Linked DNA regions of Oryzias latipes: region 2 is linked to region 1. Evidence: chromatin contacts called from public Hi-C data. All regions are on one chromosome and are shown on one strand. The core of a region is the stretch at or near the end of the contact, and the rest is flanking DNA. Distances in the headings are between cores, read along the strand shown.

The links. A called contact is a pair of places that touch in the nucleus more often than the background predicts.
Region 2: a contact with region 1 is called in a Hi-C map of gastrula embryo, with 2.2 times the contacts expected there. The contact joins the promoter of ccnh here to the enhancer-like site in region 1. A contact is called at or near these places in 5 of 5 Hi-C or Micro-C datasets (embryo, fibroblasts and gastrula embryo).

The regions. Positions count from the first base shown.
Region 1 is chr9:14,717,546-14,722,209 of ASM223467v1, reverse strand. No RefSeq gene overlaps it. Among protein-coding and RNA genes, the nearest start is that of rasa1, 12 kb to the left of the region's middle. Within about 2 kb of position 2,014, at least 4 of the 8 cell types and tissues checked have an H3K27ac peak or open chromatin away from gene starts, as enhancers often do. A contact at or near this core is called in embryo and gastrula embryo, where this site is marked.
Region 2 is chr9:14,757,037-14,761,178 of ASM223467v1, reverse strand. It overlaps ccnh (cyclin-H), which reads left to right and starts at 2,098. Exons shown (of 9, transcript XM_011479266.3): 1 at 2,098-2,393; 2 at 2,493-2,615; 3 at 2,694-2,767; 4 at 2,952-3,165; 5 at 3,240-3,403; 6 at 3,688-3,758; 7 at 3,856-3,961. The coding sequence starts at 2,277. It overlaps LOC105354748 (a long non-coding RNA gene), which reads right to left and starts at 2,032. Exons shown (of 4, transcript XR_909303.3): 1 at 1,488-2,032. It overlaps rasa1 (ras GTPase-activating protein 1), which reads right to left. Exons shown (of 27, transcript XM_011479267.3): 27 at 4,089-4,142.

The sequences.
Region 1 (4,664 bases), core at 765-3,264:
CCCTGCTTGCCTGACCCTGATTTAGCTTTTTGGACTTTTAGCTGAGTTAATAAACCTGCTGCATTTGGATCCAGCCGTCTGCCTGTTCTTTTGACAAACAGTCACAGAGTTGTTCTAAAGCCACTTATTTTAGTGGTGTGCTTTTGATTGTTATCTTGTTGTAAGGTAATTCTGCAGTCTGTTGAAGCTGCAAGTAACTACAGGAAGTCCTTCAAATGTGGCTTCAAATATCACACTTTTTACTTGGGTGCATTTTCTTTTTTAGCTGTCATTAGTTGTTAGACAGTTGGTACAATTTTTATTTATCTTTTCCTTTAGTCAGACTATTCCCTATTTATTACATTTAAAAAACATATTTTAGTTTGCCTTTTGCTCAAATGTTTCATGCTCTGCCTTCTTTCATGTCCAAGGAAGATGGAAAAGTTGCTGGATATCTTTATTGTTCATGAATGTACTGATTTAATACATCTGAATATTGACAAAAAACTGTTTTTACGCATGAATTCTAATAGCAGTGAGATTTCAAACATGTATATAACTGGTTTTCCCAGGTTAAATGCTTAAAAAGCTTTCCCCTTATAGTTTTTTCCTGACGTGTTGACTGTAAGACACGCACTAACCAAAAAGGGTTGCCTCCTTGTGCACAACACAGATTTTTACTTTCTTTATAGAGGGCAGCTGGGGTTGTCTGCAGCTGCTACTCAAATGCACATATGGGCTGAGTGGTGGTTAAAGGGGGAGCAGACAGCACATGCACTCTTTAGTTACACTTCTAGAGGGAGGGAAAAGACTGCATGCACATGGCCTGCCACTTATATTTTCATTTTTTTAAAGTGACTGTCTGCTCTGAGTTTAAAAACAGTCAATAAGAACTAAAATGAGAGCTGATACTCCTTCAAGCTTACTACATTTGGCTCGATTTTGCCAGTAAGAGCAGCCGAATGCAGGTTGAGGTCAGACATTTTTAAACAATTCCAGTTATTAAGCCTAATTCATTTGGCACCCATTCAGGTAGATATAATGCTGATGACTTGCAGTTTAAATGACCGTAAATCAATATGTACATAACGTAAAAAAACAAAAAAACCTGATTGCGAAAAGTGATTGATAAAAACCTTTCACTGTATAAAAATGCACCATGTGGCTAGGTACCCGTAGTTGAGGTTGATTATCAGATGATATCACCCTGGCACCAGTGCTTGGGGGCGGTTCCTTTGTGTGTCTGGGGATCCCACAAGAAATGAGCAGTAGATCCCTGACGTCCAATTAAAAAGGATCTCATTAACGGCACTTCCGGAAAAAAATAAAAATAAAGTCACTTGTAAATATTGAAACCCTAAAATTTACAAGCGTGTGACAAGCGTGTGTGTGAGAAATTTAGAACAGAGCAATGCTTATTATGGAAACAAATCATTGTTTCTTTGACATTTCAGACTTTTATGTTGAAAATTATCACCAAAAGTAAACATTCACGACTTCAGCATCCACCAATTAAATGTTATTGACCTTGTAAAAGTTGTCAGGGTATTTCAATAAAACATAAACTGCACTCCCTCAAAGCCAGCACTGTTTGTGGTTAACTGCGCCAGGTGATGAGTCACTGTCTGAATTAGGTTGTTCTATCTATTTAACGTCGCTCACCTCTCAGTCCATTTAATCAACAGCTGAGACATTACACACCACTAAATATTTACTGAATGCATGGCATCATCTCCATCTTTTTTCTTTTATCTGCATCCTTTGCACTTCTGCTTTTTTGCTTTCCCCTTTCATTTGTCTGATTTTGTCCCCAATCCTCATGTTTTTGCTCATTCACTCGTTTTTCTTTTCTCACTATTTTCAATAAAAGAGAAGGACTTTCATTAAAGAAATCTCTTTCCATCACTCTGTCACCTCCCCCTTTAGCCTGTGTTTGTCTCTTCCTGTCTGCCTGCTTCACCTCCCTGACCTCTTTCACCGCCCTTTGGCTCCTCAGGCTTTGTGGACATGTGCTTTGCAATCTGCAACCCCGTTGCTCTTCTGTGACTCCAGGGCTCTCCCCATCACCTCATAACCCTCCCCTTCTGCTTTTAGGCCCTTCTGCCTAATTCATGAGCTTCCTGAAAACTCCTGTCATGTCTCATCGGGGCCACAGGAAGGCATGCTGTAAATAATGGAGCATCCCCAAGGACATGTTCAGTCCTGACTGTCACAGCAGTGCACCACGTACTCCCATGGAAGGGACAGGCCTGGGTTTCTATGCCTTTTTAACACGTGTATCATGCTCATAAATAGATTTTCAAAACATATGGGGACTGTAGCTTGAAGCTGCGGACATTTACTTTGTTGTTGTGCAGCATGTTACCTCACATTGTGTAGAAATGCTGGATTGAAATTCTCTGTATCCCTTAAAAAAACAAAAAAAAACCTCTTTGTGGATTCAATTATTGCATAATCATTGTCAGCATTCGTGTCAATACACAAATTTGGCCATAAAACAGAAGCGTGGAGTTAATTAGAATTAGTTAAATAATCAAATTGTATGAGAGGTGAAACATAAAAAGATTAAACTGGGGATCGTATTCAAAAATCCAGACTTAAGATCTAATAAGCAGTAAACAAATCCATTTTCATGCAACACAAAGTAAGAAATCAGACTAGATTTAAAGAAAGAAAATCCTACTTAATTCTCTCAGGGCTGCCTTTGAAAGCTTTGGCTTTGTTGCAACTCATTTGTCAAACTAAAAATCTCATAATAATTCCTCATACAAAACACACATTTCTTTAGCCAACTCAAACATCCAGCTTTGGGGTATTTGTTTGGCATCTATACTCAAAAAGCGTGCCTTTGCTGAGGATTTAGCCTGGATAGTATAATGAAAGTCTTCTGGGCTTTTTACATGATCAGGTTTTAGGGTATTAGGCATGTTTGTGATAAACAATGAACAGGTCAAACTGGCCAGCAGTGATGCAGCAGAGCCTTAGTGTCATGCAATACATAATAAATAGAGCAATGTGTGCTCAAAGCAAACACACAACCCAAGTATTTACTACAGGAGGAGGGGAGATTATGTTATGAAAATCCCATTACTGTAAATTTGAGGGTAAAATGGTTTTTTTCTAGGCAAGAAGATAATGCAATTGTTTGGCCTCAGTGCTCCAAGACAACCCTGGTAATGAGAAGTAGTGATGCTGACTGTTGTTTTGAGAATTGTTATTTAGAATAGCTTTTTCGGGTGTTTTTAACATGTTCTTGTGGCATTCACTAATGATGGAGGATGTATACAAAGAAAATTAAGTTCAAAACTGCATTTCTGAATATTTCTTTATTCAAATTGTTTAGATTTAGGAGCAGACGAAAGATACTGTTAAAAAAGCTTGTAGGAGTGACATTGAACCTACAACAGCAAGCCACAAGCCCCCTGCTCCGCTCCAAACTGAAGCATCCACTTATCGACGACTACATACATGTATGTCTTCGTTGTCCTGACATCTGCTTCTAAACTGTACGGCTAGATCTACTATTGCTTGCCATTTTTGTTGCACCGATGTTATGTTGGGGTGGCAAGGGGCTGTAAGCCGGAAGGAGAGAGAGTAAACAGATTGATGAAGGGAAGAGGGGGCGGGCTCATTCCCCGCTAACAGTCCTGACCACAACTCTAATTAACTACTGCCTCTCTGCAGAAACTGTCCTTGACAACGACAAAGGTATTTTGATGTTGTCTAAAAACAGTGTAATAATAACTAAAAGACCATTGGGAACACCTTTAAAATAGATCAAAAGATGATTGGAGTAGGACTTTAGGTTGTGCGCTACTCCACTAAAATATGATAAGGCCAAATGGGTGTATCTTAAGGTTCTGGGCTAGGTATGACCATCAAATGCAATGACCGTGGACAAAATATTTCAAATTTATTTTCACTTCTATGCGGATGACATCATCATAAACCGTGGAACGCCCACTCCTTTAGAGACCTCTCACTAATTACTTGACAGAGTTCACGTTCAGCTATAATGTGTGCTCAAATTAATCTATACATCCATTATCTACACTTGCAAGGGTCGGGGGTGGGGGTGGGGGTTAGATTTGTACTATAAGTATTCTTTCTAATAGTACATATATTACTGTATTTGTATAGTCTGTACTGCGATTTTACAGCAGAAAAACAGTGTTACTCTTGTTTTGCTGACATTAATCTGCATGAGAATGAGATGAATCAAAATTGAGTAGTTATGCAAAGGGAAAAGATCACGGCTGAACTCTACCATCCGTCTCAGATAAAAGCACAGATAAAAACCCAAAATACATCTAAGCATCTTTGAAAACCTTCTACTGTTGTTCACTCATTAGTTTTTTTCTGCATTCAGTTTCAATAATAAGGACTATTCATATATGGAGAGAGGGGGAAAAAAACTTTTAGGCATAAATAATGAAACTTAAATTAAAATATGCACCGCTTCATGCATCAGCAGAGTGCTCAGAGTCAAGAGGTGAGTTTTTGCCATGTGCGTATGCATATTTCTTGTTTAATCGATGGGATAAAAACAGTGTTACTTATGTAATGCAGCTGGGTTTCCGCAGACCAACTTCCATGGGCTGCCAGGAACAGGTGTACTGTTGAAGATTAGTTATGTGTTATGAATAACACAATAGACACTACAGACAGCAAAAAAAGGAAGGTGG
Region 2 (4,142 bases), core at 849-3,348, 39 kb before region 1:
CCCAGATTTGGAACTGCGGCCTCCCTTTGCTCCATCTCTCAGGTAGCCACAATTTTCCATTGCAGGAAAGCGACTGTTGTGTTTAGTATTCGCATCACGTAAAGTGGGTCTGTGTTCCTTATTTAGTTCTGTACTGTACAGCTGGGGAGCTGTCCAGCATGCAGTGGCGGTATGCAAATGAGTGCGGATTTGAATGAAGATGGAGGTAGACACAAAGCTCAATTAGAGAGACGGCGGGGGAGCGTTGAGTGTCTGGATGGGGTGGGGGAGGGGAGGAAAAGCGTTTGCCTGGATGCTTTAATGCCAACATTAGACCACCGTACGGACACAAAGCAGGGCGCAGAATGCAGCGCACAGGTAGATTCCCCGAACCAACAGGCTGACCTCTGAGAGGCCAAGAAAACGTCCCCTCATCAACATCTGGGAGGGCGGGTGAGGCCACTATAGGTGGCTTCCTACTTCCTAAAACACAAATGTAGGAGATACACTTTTTTTTTTTTTTTATCTGGTACACAGAGGCGGAGTGGTTCACCTGGCTGCCCCATGAGCATCGTCAGTGGGGTCACCCACATTTGCATTGCCACTCTTGTTTGCTACAGAAAAACCACATCGCCACATTGTTTTGAGGGTTAATTTTTTGGTGCATCAATTTGAGGTGTATTAGTCGATGAAACAAATTTTCAAAACATGAGCTTATTGATCAGAGCTGTGGAGGTTTTTCCTTTAGCCTCGTCTGCACTGTCAATCTTTCCATAACTTTGCAAAATATCTGGGAATGCTTCTATAAGCTGCTGAAATACTGACGGGAGGGCCGATTATGGGATGGGACTAACTTAATCAGGCAGCTCTAATGTGTGATCTGGTAATGCCGAAGTCTGATTTTCCATTAAAATGCTGCCTGTCAGACTCCGTATGATTTAGATTTACTCACAAGATGGTATTCCTTTGATAAAAAATATTCTAAACCACCAGATACTCACACACAGAACAATCAACTGCAGTGTGCTCACATTCAAAGAATAAGAGTCATTCTGCAGAGTTCAACATTTAAAGAAAGCAGTCAAGAAAAAAGAAAAAAAACGTGACAAAGATGTAACACAAGACTAAAGGCTTCAAATGAGTCATCACACCCCAAATGATGCGAAATAGCAGGTGGAAAGGTGCCTGACTGTCAACAGCAATCGTGCACGCACACGCAGACAGAAGGGCGCATGGACGTGCGTGTGCACGTGAGCAGACGAGTGCGCAAACATACAGTAAACGCTGCAAAGGTGTCATCAATAATGCATCAGCGCTTCATGTTTATGCAATTCTCAGGGCAACCCGAGCCATGTATATACGGGCGAGAGCCGTGCTCGCAGCAACTGCACCGCACGTAATAAGGCGTTTGTCTGTCAGCTCAGACGCACGCGCCGCGTCTCTACGCCTGTGGAAAGATTAGTGTTATTTCTTAAAAAAAAAAAAAAAAAAAAGTCTTCAGCACATACCTGTTAAAGCACTATTTCTTTGATTTTGGTTTATGCAGGCTTGAAGGGCTTCATGATAACACGGCACTAAGGCGGCACTGATATGCAAATTATCAGCTCCAGCTGAATGCTAGGGCATTTATTATTCATAAATTACTCATGTTTATGCAAATTACGGTATGCAGAAACACTACTGGTGGCGGAGTGGCTCTGGCTAAAACATACTTTCTGAGTCTGTTGGAGACCATCTACACTGGTACAATGTTACAATAGCAAAAAAAATAAACAAGGATGTTTGTACTTTAAATTATGTTTCAAAATGATTGTGTGCACATCAGTGAGTCCATTACATTTAATTATTCTGATTTTGTTTAGGAGGAAAGACTTAAAGGTCAATATTTACAGAAAAATAATTGCTTTCCACCTCAACAATTTGTTTGTCCAATTCATGCCGTTAAAAATAAGTGAGGTAAAAATGTGTACACTTCAACATTTTGTTAACTTTATATTAAAGAAACATAATTATAAATAAGTTTAAATAAAATGAGAAATTGAGTATTTCATAAGGAAAAATCATAGCACGCACTAATACAGGAAGCACGGTAAATGCGTCATCAACAAGGGTCCGCATTACGTAAATATCGCGCGACGTCCTCACTACTACTTGGGGGTGAACAACACACAGCCCGATTTAACTACTTTTACACTACGCTGATTACTTTAATCGTTCAAGGATTTCCGTGTGGTAAAATACATAAAGCTACTTTAGGATTATGTTGTGGTTTTAGCTCTCGTAAATCAGAAGCCGCCATGTATCACAACAGCTCTCAGCGAAAGTACTGGATCTTCAAAAGTGAGGCTGAACTTGAGCAGAAAAGATGCAGTGCCAATGAGGCATTTCGTAAAAAAGTCATAGAAAGTGGGAAGGTAGGTAACATTCTTTTAAGCATTTTAAAACGTTTAATGTAAACGGTTTGGGGGAAAAACGCGATTTTCTTTTTTAATTAAACATTTATTTGAAATCAGGCAGGTATGTATGAGTCCATGTTCTTGAAACGGAACGAAGAAGACGTTTTATTCCGCCATTATGAGAGGAGACTCCTGGACTTCTGCAGCGCTTTTAAGCCTCCAATGCCCAAGTCTGTTGTGGTGCGTGTGTGTCTCATTTCTTTTTTTTCATGTGTACAGACTCGACTAACTCTTACTGGAGCCCATCTTTTTTTCTAGGGCACTGCCATCATGTACTTCCGGAGGTTCTACCTCAACAACTCTGTTATGGAGCACCACCCAAGGATCATCATGTCAGTGACTGTCACTGTGGAAAGGATAAGACATTAAACATTCGGTTCAAAGATGCGAATGGTTCATTCTAAAAGTTTAAATGCAAATGTGATGTTTCTGCAGGAAGATGGGAACGATTCCGTTTGTTCATATATTACAAACATGCATGTACGTTTCCAGCTGTTGACGTACCTTCTTGTCCAGGCTGACGTGTGCATACCTGGCCTGCAAAGTGGACGAGTTCAACGTGTCCAGCACCCAGTTTGTGGGCAATCTCCTGCATGAGACGCCAGCTGGACAAGAACGGGTTCTTCAGCAAATCCTGGAGTATGAACTGCTGTTAATCCAACAACTCAGTTTTCATCTCGTGGTCCACAACCCCTACAGACCGCTAGAGGGTTTGCTCATCGACCTCAAGGTTTGTACCTTACAGAAGAGAGCTGAATGTCACTCCAGATCGCCAGTTTTTAATCCGTGTTCTTTGTCTTTTAGACTCGCTATCCTGCACTGGAGAACCCAGAGTCACTGAGGAAGAGTGCTGATGACTTTCTGACCCAGGCGGTCATGACGGATGCCGGACTGCTGTGTTCTCCCTCTCAGATCGCTCTGACAGCTATTCTGAATAGCGCTTTAAGAGCTGGCCTCAGCATGGAAAGGCAGGTTTGCTTTAGCCTTAACAACAATGTATGTGAAATTCAACTTAATTAGAAAAACAAATTAGGTTTTGCAAGTTGAAACTTGGAATTTAAATGGAAAAGGTATACATTATTCTGGAAAGAAATTGATCAAATGAAGGTGGTGACAAATATTTTGAAGAAAATTCTCTGAACATTTCCTCCTTTTCAGATATTTCTAAATTATAAGCTCAGTTGGTGCAAAAAAGTTTTTTTCTTATATATATTTTTTAAAACTAAAATCCTATTTTATTTTCCTTCCCCAGCTACCTGACTGAGTGCTTGGGACTGAAAGACGACAAAGATTCCCTCTCAAAGATTTTCGACTTAATGAGGCGTAAGTCAACTTGCACTTCAGTGTAACACCACTAGATGGCAGAGTTGTGCTGTTATTCCTGTATGATGTTTTGAATTCATGCGTTTGGCACATGCAGGAACAAAAAGCCTCCTCAAGAAGTATGAGCTCCCCAAAGCAGAGGAGGTGAACGTTTACAAACAGAAGCTGGAGAGGATTCATGCAGAGTTTAGCAGTTCAAGCAAGTAAGAAACATAAAAACACACATGAGCTCTTTTAAGTCAGGATTTCAATCTTTAAACATTGTCAATCTGTGATTCCTGCTGCATTATTTACCCACAACAATAGCGACCGAGAACAACAATCCACGCGTATGTAGTAACCGTTTATTTCAGCCAGGTTGTTGTATCTAAGATGCAAAAGGTT